2 separate regions of the Hordeum vulgare genome follow, and region 1 is linked to region 2. A link is a contact called in public Hi-C data. All regions are on one chromosome and are shown on one strand. The core of a region is the stretch at or near the end of the contact, and the rest is flanking DNA. Distances in the headings are between cores, read along the strand shown.

Region 1 (3,177 bases), core at 360-2,859, 240 kb before region 2:
CCTCCGTGGGTTGAAGCCTCCATCAACGTGGACGTACGATAGCACCGCTTATCGGAACCACGTAAAAAAACTCTATGTCTTCATTGCGTTTGATCTTCTTACTCTACCATCCTTTATGTTTCTTGCGAATGCATGATGTTTACTTTTCGCTGCTTGATATCTAGATATGGATATGTATGAACCTCTGGATGCAACTTAACTTGTGTAAAATCTGCGTAAATCTCAAGCAAATAAAAAACTGCTCATATATCTTGTCAAGTGTCTATTCACCCCCTCTAGATGCCACTTCTCGATCCCACACAGTTGCCGTGATGATCCTGTATGGCAACAATGCGATTTCCATGTAGGAGTGTGTGGGTGAGTGGAGGTTCGTGCGATGGAGGTGTTGGTTGGCAACGACCAGCTGCGTTGGAGGCAAACTTGTGTTGCTCCGGGCGAAAGCCTGACCGGTGCTTGCCGGCTGGTGGCGGCGCCGCCTGTGGGGATCGTTTTCCTTCTCAAAGATCGAGCTATTCAAGTAACAACAAAGATCCTGTTGTAGGATCAGGCAACAACCTCATTTTCAACATTGCTCTTTCTCTCTTGAGGGGCAACGTCTTAAAGATCTTGATCCCTCTTGCACTTCCTTGGGGCTGGACGTGCACAACATTGTGGTTGGCAAGTGCCCGGTCGATGATGCGGATGTGGTGTTGCCACTTGAGTGGTGATGACGATGGTTGCAAGATGAGCAGAGTTGTGGCTTGCCTTCGTCGTCAACCGTTTGTCATGTTCGTGAGCATGAAGTCGAAGTTGCGGCTTTGCGGGGAGACATTGCGGCATCGATGCCAAGTGACATGCATATTGGACTCTATTGTGCAAGGCGTGCTCGTTTTCTTCTATGAGGCTCGTCATCAAAGTGAGAGTTGCCTCGTCCTCGATGCGTGCGGTTGATTGTTTGACTTTGGTCGGTAAAGTTCTCGTGTACCGTTTACTCGGAGATGTCTTAACGGGTCGCTCGCGGTGAATTGTGAGTCAATTGCTTGTGGAGAGGTGATGACGATGACATAACAGTCAACCTCAACGTTGTCCTTTCCTCAAAGGTGTATGCGGGTCTTGGTGTCAGGTCTGTCAGATGCCCTTCTTTCTCGACGTGTTGTAACGATTTTCGTGTGGGATTCTGTTGAAGAGGTATTTTCAACGTGTTTTAATGAATTGGATTTTGAAGGATGGCGTTTTAAAAAGGAAATAGTTTACTCGATTTGGAATTACAGATTGGGGATCGTGAGGCAATATTTAGTCGCAAGAAATGGTGGCTTTCTACCGTCACAAACATTGTTCTCCAAGAAACAAAGAACGAGAACAACGGTCCCACCGACGCGACCTGCAGCGGAAGAGAATGAGAAACGAGTCAAAACTTGTTGGAAAAGTCAAAGGTTTTGCCCCCGCTCATTCTTTCCGCCCGGCTGGTTCACGGGTCCGGGTCGGGCCGCGCCGGTGTCCGGCCCATGGCAGTAGAAAAAACAGGCGGCGGCCGTCAAAACCCGCGTGTCGCTGTACCACCTCTTCGGCCCACCGGAAGCCACATGCCGCCTCCTGGCTCGCGGCCGCGGGGTTAATAAAAAGGGAGAGAAGAACGGAGGGGAGGAGGAGGAGGAGCATCCTGCACCGCATCGCACTAGGTCTCGAACATTCCTCTTTCTCTTCATTGCCTTGCTTGGGGAAGAAGAAGAAGAAGAGGGCAAGCGCCCCCGCCTCCCGTCGCCGTCGCCACCCCTCGCCGCCGATCTGAACTCAGGAGCCAGCCAAGATGCATTCCACCAATCTGCTCCTCGAGGAGCCCATCCGGATGGTCTCCATCCTCGAGCCGTCCAAACCGGTGAGCGCCCATCCCCCGCCCTACGCTTTGCTTCCTCTCCCCCCCTCTCTCTCTCTCTCTCTCTCTCTCTCTCTCTCCGTCGGATTTGATGATCTGCGCGGGGATCAATCCCTAATTGCGGCCGCCCGTCTCTCCTTATCGGTCTTGGATCAGACCTTGCTGATGTTTTTCTTTTTCTAAATCAGAACTTCTTCCCGGCGATGACGAAGATCGTGGGGACGCTGGGTCCCAAGTCCCGGTCCGTTGAGGCCATCTCCGCCTGCCTGAAGGCCGGCATGTCTGGTTCGTATAATCCCATATCTTTCTTCTGCAACAGCGGAGAGTGTGTCCTTCTCTTAATCGTTTTTCTTCTTCTTCTAAATCCAACAAGGATTTTCTGTCATTTTTTCTTGCAGTGGCACGTTTCGATTTCTCGTGGGGGGATGCCGCGTACCACCAGGAGACACTCGAGAACCTCAAGATCGCCATCAAGGCCACCAAGAAGCTATGCGCTGTAAGTGCCGTCACAACCAACGGTGATTTGTGGCCATAAGTCGTGATGAAATCAACTTTGCATATCAACTTTGCCTACACACACCCAAACATGCCACTTAAGAGTGGATCTGATGCTAGCTAGGTGAAATATGTTCTGTGGAGCTTGACTTTTGGGTATTTTTTTTGGATAGGTTATGCTTGACACTGTTGGCCCCGAGTTGCAAGTGGTGAACAAGAGTGAGGTCACAATCTCGCTTGAAGAGAACGAGTCTGTTGTTCTCACCCCTCACAAAGGCCAGGAGGCCTCTTCCAAATTGCTCCCTATCAACTTCTCTGGACTCGCCAAGGTAAAACCATTCTCTATATCATCTCCCTGAATCTCGAACTTTGTATTTACTTGCATGTGACGGTAGCTGTAAGCAGATCCACAGTTGTCTGTCTGTTTTATAATGTTTGTCATTTGTTGTCGCACTAAAATGTCCACTCGTATCTCCGCATGGATTAAATCTGAGCTATCCTTTGTTCTTTGCAGGCTGTGAAGCCCGGAGCCACAATATTTGTTGGGCAATATTTGTTCACGGGCAGTGAGACTACATCAGTTTGGCTGGAGGTAGAAATCTTTGACATCCTACAATGAAGCGTTTTTCCATATTTGATGTGCTATTATGCATGTTACATGTCTTTCTTAGTGTGGTTCACCAATTTCTGATACCAAAACTCTCAACTGCCTGATGCAGGTTTCTGAAGTTCAAGGGGATGACGTGGTTTGTGTGATCAAGAACTCAGCTACCCTGGCTGGGTCACTCTTCACATTGCACTGCTCCCAGATCCATATCGACATGCCCACG
Region 2 (3,346 bases), core at 397-2,896:
AATATCGTTAGAGACTTAAAGGTATGTGTTCTTATTAAATAAAAATGAAATGACTCATGGCAGGCATGACCTCCATTTTACTAGGAATTATAGAGAACATTGAATTAGTGTCTAAAGTCTAAAACTATAACCATGATGGTGCAAGTTAGAGCTTTATACACCTCCATTCCTAATTATAAGATGTTTTGGATATTTCAATATGGACTACATACTTACTAAAATGAGTGAACAAACACACTAAGGCCCCACCTGGATTGACGTTTTCCACCAAAATACATCCGCAAAACATTGCTCCGTAAGAAAAAGTCGTATGAGTTTGTTGCAAGTGCTTGGTTCGTCATATTGGGTCTTGTATTGTTTACGCTGGTATCCCCTGTTACGTTCGCATGCGGCCAGTTTATGATACACGCCTCTACCCATCGTTTCTTTTCCACGCGGAAATCTTCTGTGGCCGGTATTATATGCCGGTAAACTAAATCCGGCCGTCTAATGTTACACTGATGCCAAGCGGGGCCTAAAATGCGTCAATATATGTCTGATTCTGAAAAAAGTTAAAACATCTTTATTTGGAATGGAGGGAGTACTAGTTACACCTTATTCCCCAGACAAGCAGTTTTAATGAGACAGAATATTACCCTTGAAGTATCTGATTGTTTTACTTGATCGCCACAATCATGCGATTTATTGTATTTGATTATCTCTTAGGTTACAGTTCCGCCAGGGCTTAGCAACGAATTTTCTACAGTGGGTTAGCTTCGGTCGCTAGCAGCAAATTAGTAGGAAATAAACATCCAACACATGTCCTACTTCACAAGCTAGCTCGCTTTCTCTTTACCAGTTACATTTATCAGGTCGGTTGTCCAGCTGATACATTAGTTTCGGAACATGTTGATGCCAAAATCTCATGAAAATTAACATAGACAGTTATGAAGGGAAGGGATCGCTACAGGAAGAAATCATAAGCTTACCTCAATTCCATCCCCGTCCGCTTGTCCGGCTCCATCCTGGCCGGCATCAGAGGAGGGGGCGGCCTTGAATTCCCAACCGTCATCTCCAAACCCGTCATCGTCCCCCTCCTCCAGCGCACCCGGCTCTGGTGCTTCGGGGGTGGGCGGAGGCTGAGATCCGTAGAGGCCGACGATGAGGTCCTTGAGATCTGCAGGGCTCGAGGCTTTGGATCGGAACGACGGTGCCCGCTGGTGCACCCTGGACGTGTGCGGGGGCGGCCCGACAGGCACTTCATCCTTCTCCTCCTCCTGCTCCTCCTTGTCACCGGCTCCAAACAGGGATAGGGGAAGCGGGCCCCGGGGCTTCTGCCAGGCGCCGGCGGCTGACTTCCCGTCCGTAGGCGGGATGGCGGGTGCGGACAGGCCATCCGGGTCGAATCCGAGGGAGCTCGCCACAAAGTCGCCCCAGTCGTCGTCGAAGGCCGCGAAAGCAGCCGGCTGCGGAGCCGGGGGTGCAGGATGAGGCGCAGCGGGTGCGAAAGCGAAGTCCCCGAAATCGAAGTCGTCGTCGAGGAAGGGGGCCGGAGGCGGCGGGAACGCGACGGCGTCCATCGGGGAGGGTTGGTTGGGGCGGGCGCCGGGAATGGGAAGGGGGAGGCGAGTCCCTTCTGGCAAAGGCAATGGTACCGGAAGCAATTATGCTAGGAAAATGTTCGGATTTTCCTTTTTGTTTTCTGAGGGGAGGATTTTCCTTTTCTAAGAAGGGAAAGTTTATGGGTAAACTGCCATATTGCCGTCTGATGGGGAAATTCTCAAGTGATGGTTGAGTTGCCTCCAGCTAACGATTTGTTCGCTATGGCGTGTGTGCTAATAAATTTGTTCGCTATGGTGTGTATTAATAAATTTGTTCGCTGCCTCTACAAATTGCAGTAGTAATAAATTTATCGATAAAAATATATTATATTATGAAAATATTAATTACACTCAGCCTTAGGTCCAACAAGACATAGAAAGACATAAGGATGCACACAATTAAAAAAATAAAAAGAGGCACCATCGCAATACTCGCAACAGCAATACTCTAACCACCATCAAAGACAATATCCGGACTAGAGAAAGGGTTCTTCAAAAACAAGAAAGAAACAATGTACAAACATCGTTGTCGCCCGATCAAGGATCTTGATTTTTCACCCTTGAGAGAGACCGAGATGCAAAAACAATGCCTTCGCAAGACCATTGCTACGTACAAGCAATAAAGGCCGGACCTTGGGCTTTCACTTTGGAGATCACGACTCTATACTCGAGAAGCACCCCCAAAAATGCTGACCACTTCTATTGCCACTCCCACCTGCCAATACCATCGCTGCAAGTCCTGAACACCCGACACAAAGGAAAAAAAACTTGTGCTGTCATTCTTCAACGCAACCAAAACTCCTCTTCGCCATTACAAGTCTTCATCGTAGCCACCACGATTTTCTTCACCATTGTCCATGTCGTGGAAATCTATACTTAAACATGTCACATGGCATTGGCAAGACAACAAAGCTTCGCGCCACGCCCTTATGAAGCCTCTCTGACCAAAGATGAGGGCGTGTCCGATCGGATCAATTCTGATCTAGATATCCAGTGGCACCTTGCGCCAAAAGCTGAGATCTTTGAAAGGAACCCGTCAGTGTCCAGATCAAGGAGGTCGGCATACATCAGATCAAAGAAAGTTATGGAGCACGAAGAATAGCAGGGCCAACCACCAGAAAACTCTCATGGATCCTGTCGGGCCTGATCTAGGCAGTGCCCTCGACGGCCATGCTTGAAGCATGGCACACCGTCGCATCACATCCACAACAGCGCACCCACGCCGTTGTAACGCCCAAGATGCGATTCTATCCTTATTTTTGGTTTGGCTTGAGAGCCTCGACGGGGATATAAACGCATCTCGTCGTTTTGCCAAAATGGGTATGTTACAAGTACATGTACAGAAGAGATGAGCATATGGAATTGACTTACACTCGCCACGAGCTACAGCATGAACACATCAATACAAAAATACATTCAAACATCATGTAAAAGAGAAGGGTCCGACTACGGATGAAATCAAACAATAAAACGACGTCCATCCTTGCTATCCCAGACTGCCGCGTGGAACCCATCCTAGATTGATGAAGAAGAAGAAGAAGAAACTCTAAATAGAACAATCATCGCGTTCACGTCAAAGTATCACTTTACATGTAGCTGCAACTATTGTTGTAGTAATCTATGAGCCACAGGGGACTCAACAATCTCATTTCCAAACGTATCAAGACTAGCAAAGCTTGATGGGTGACATATGATTAAGTGGTGTGGTTGTAGCAAGCGACTAAGCATTTATTGAAGTAGCTAACATACCAGTACAAGAATAAGAG

The links. A called contact is a pair of places that touch in the nucleus more often than the background predicts.
Region 1: a contact with region 2 is called in a Hi-C map of leaf, with 2.9 times the contacts expected there. The contact joins the promoter of LOC123399664 here to the promoter of LOC123452592 in region 2. A contact is called at or near these places in 2 of 6 Hi-C or Micro-C datasets (leaf and seedling) and 1 of 1 datasets of contacts at active chromatin or transcription factors (embryo).

The regions. Positions count from the first base shown.
Region 1 is chr5H:280,513,768-280,516,944 of MorexV3_pseudomolecules_assembly, reverse strand. LOC123399664 (pyruvate kinase 1, cytosolic) reads left to right here and starts at 1,609. Exons shown (of 16, transcript XM_045094057.1): 1 at 1,609-1,855; 2 at 2,041-2,137; 3 at 2,251-2,348; 4 at 2,521-2,676; 5 at 2,862-2,939; 6 at 3,067-3,177. The coding sequence starts at 1,787.
Region 2 is chr5H:280,269,838-280,273,183 of MorexV3_pseudomolecules_assembly, reverse strand. It overlaps LOC123452592, which reads right to left and starts at 1,646. Exons shown (of 9, transcript XM_045129271.1): 1 at 969-1,646. The coding sequence starts at 1,559.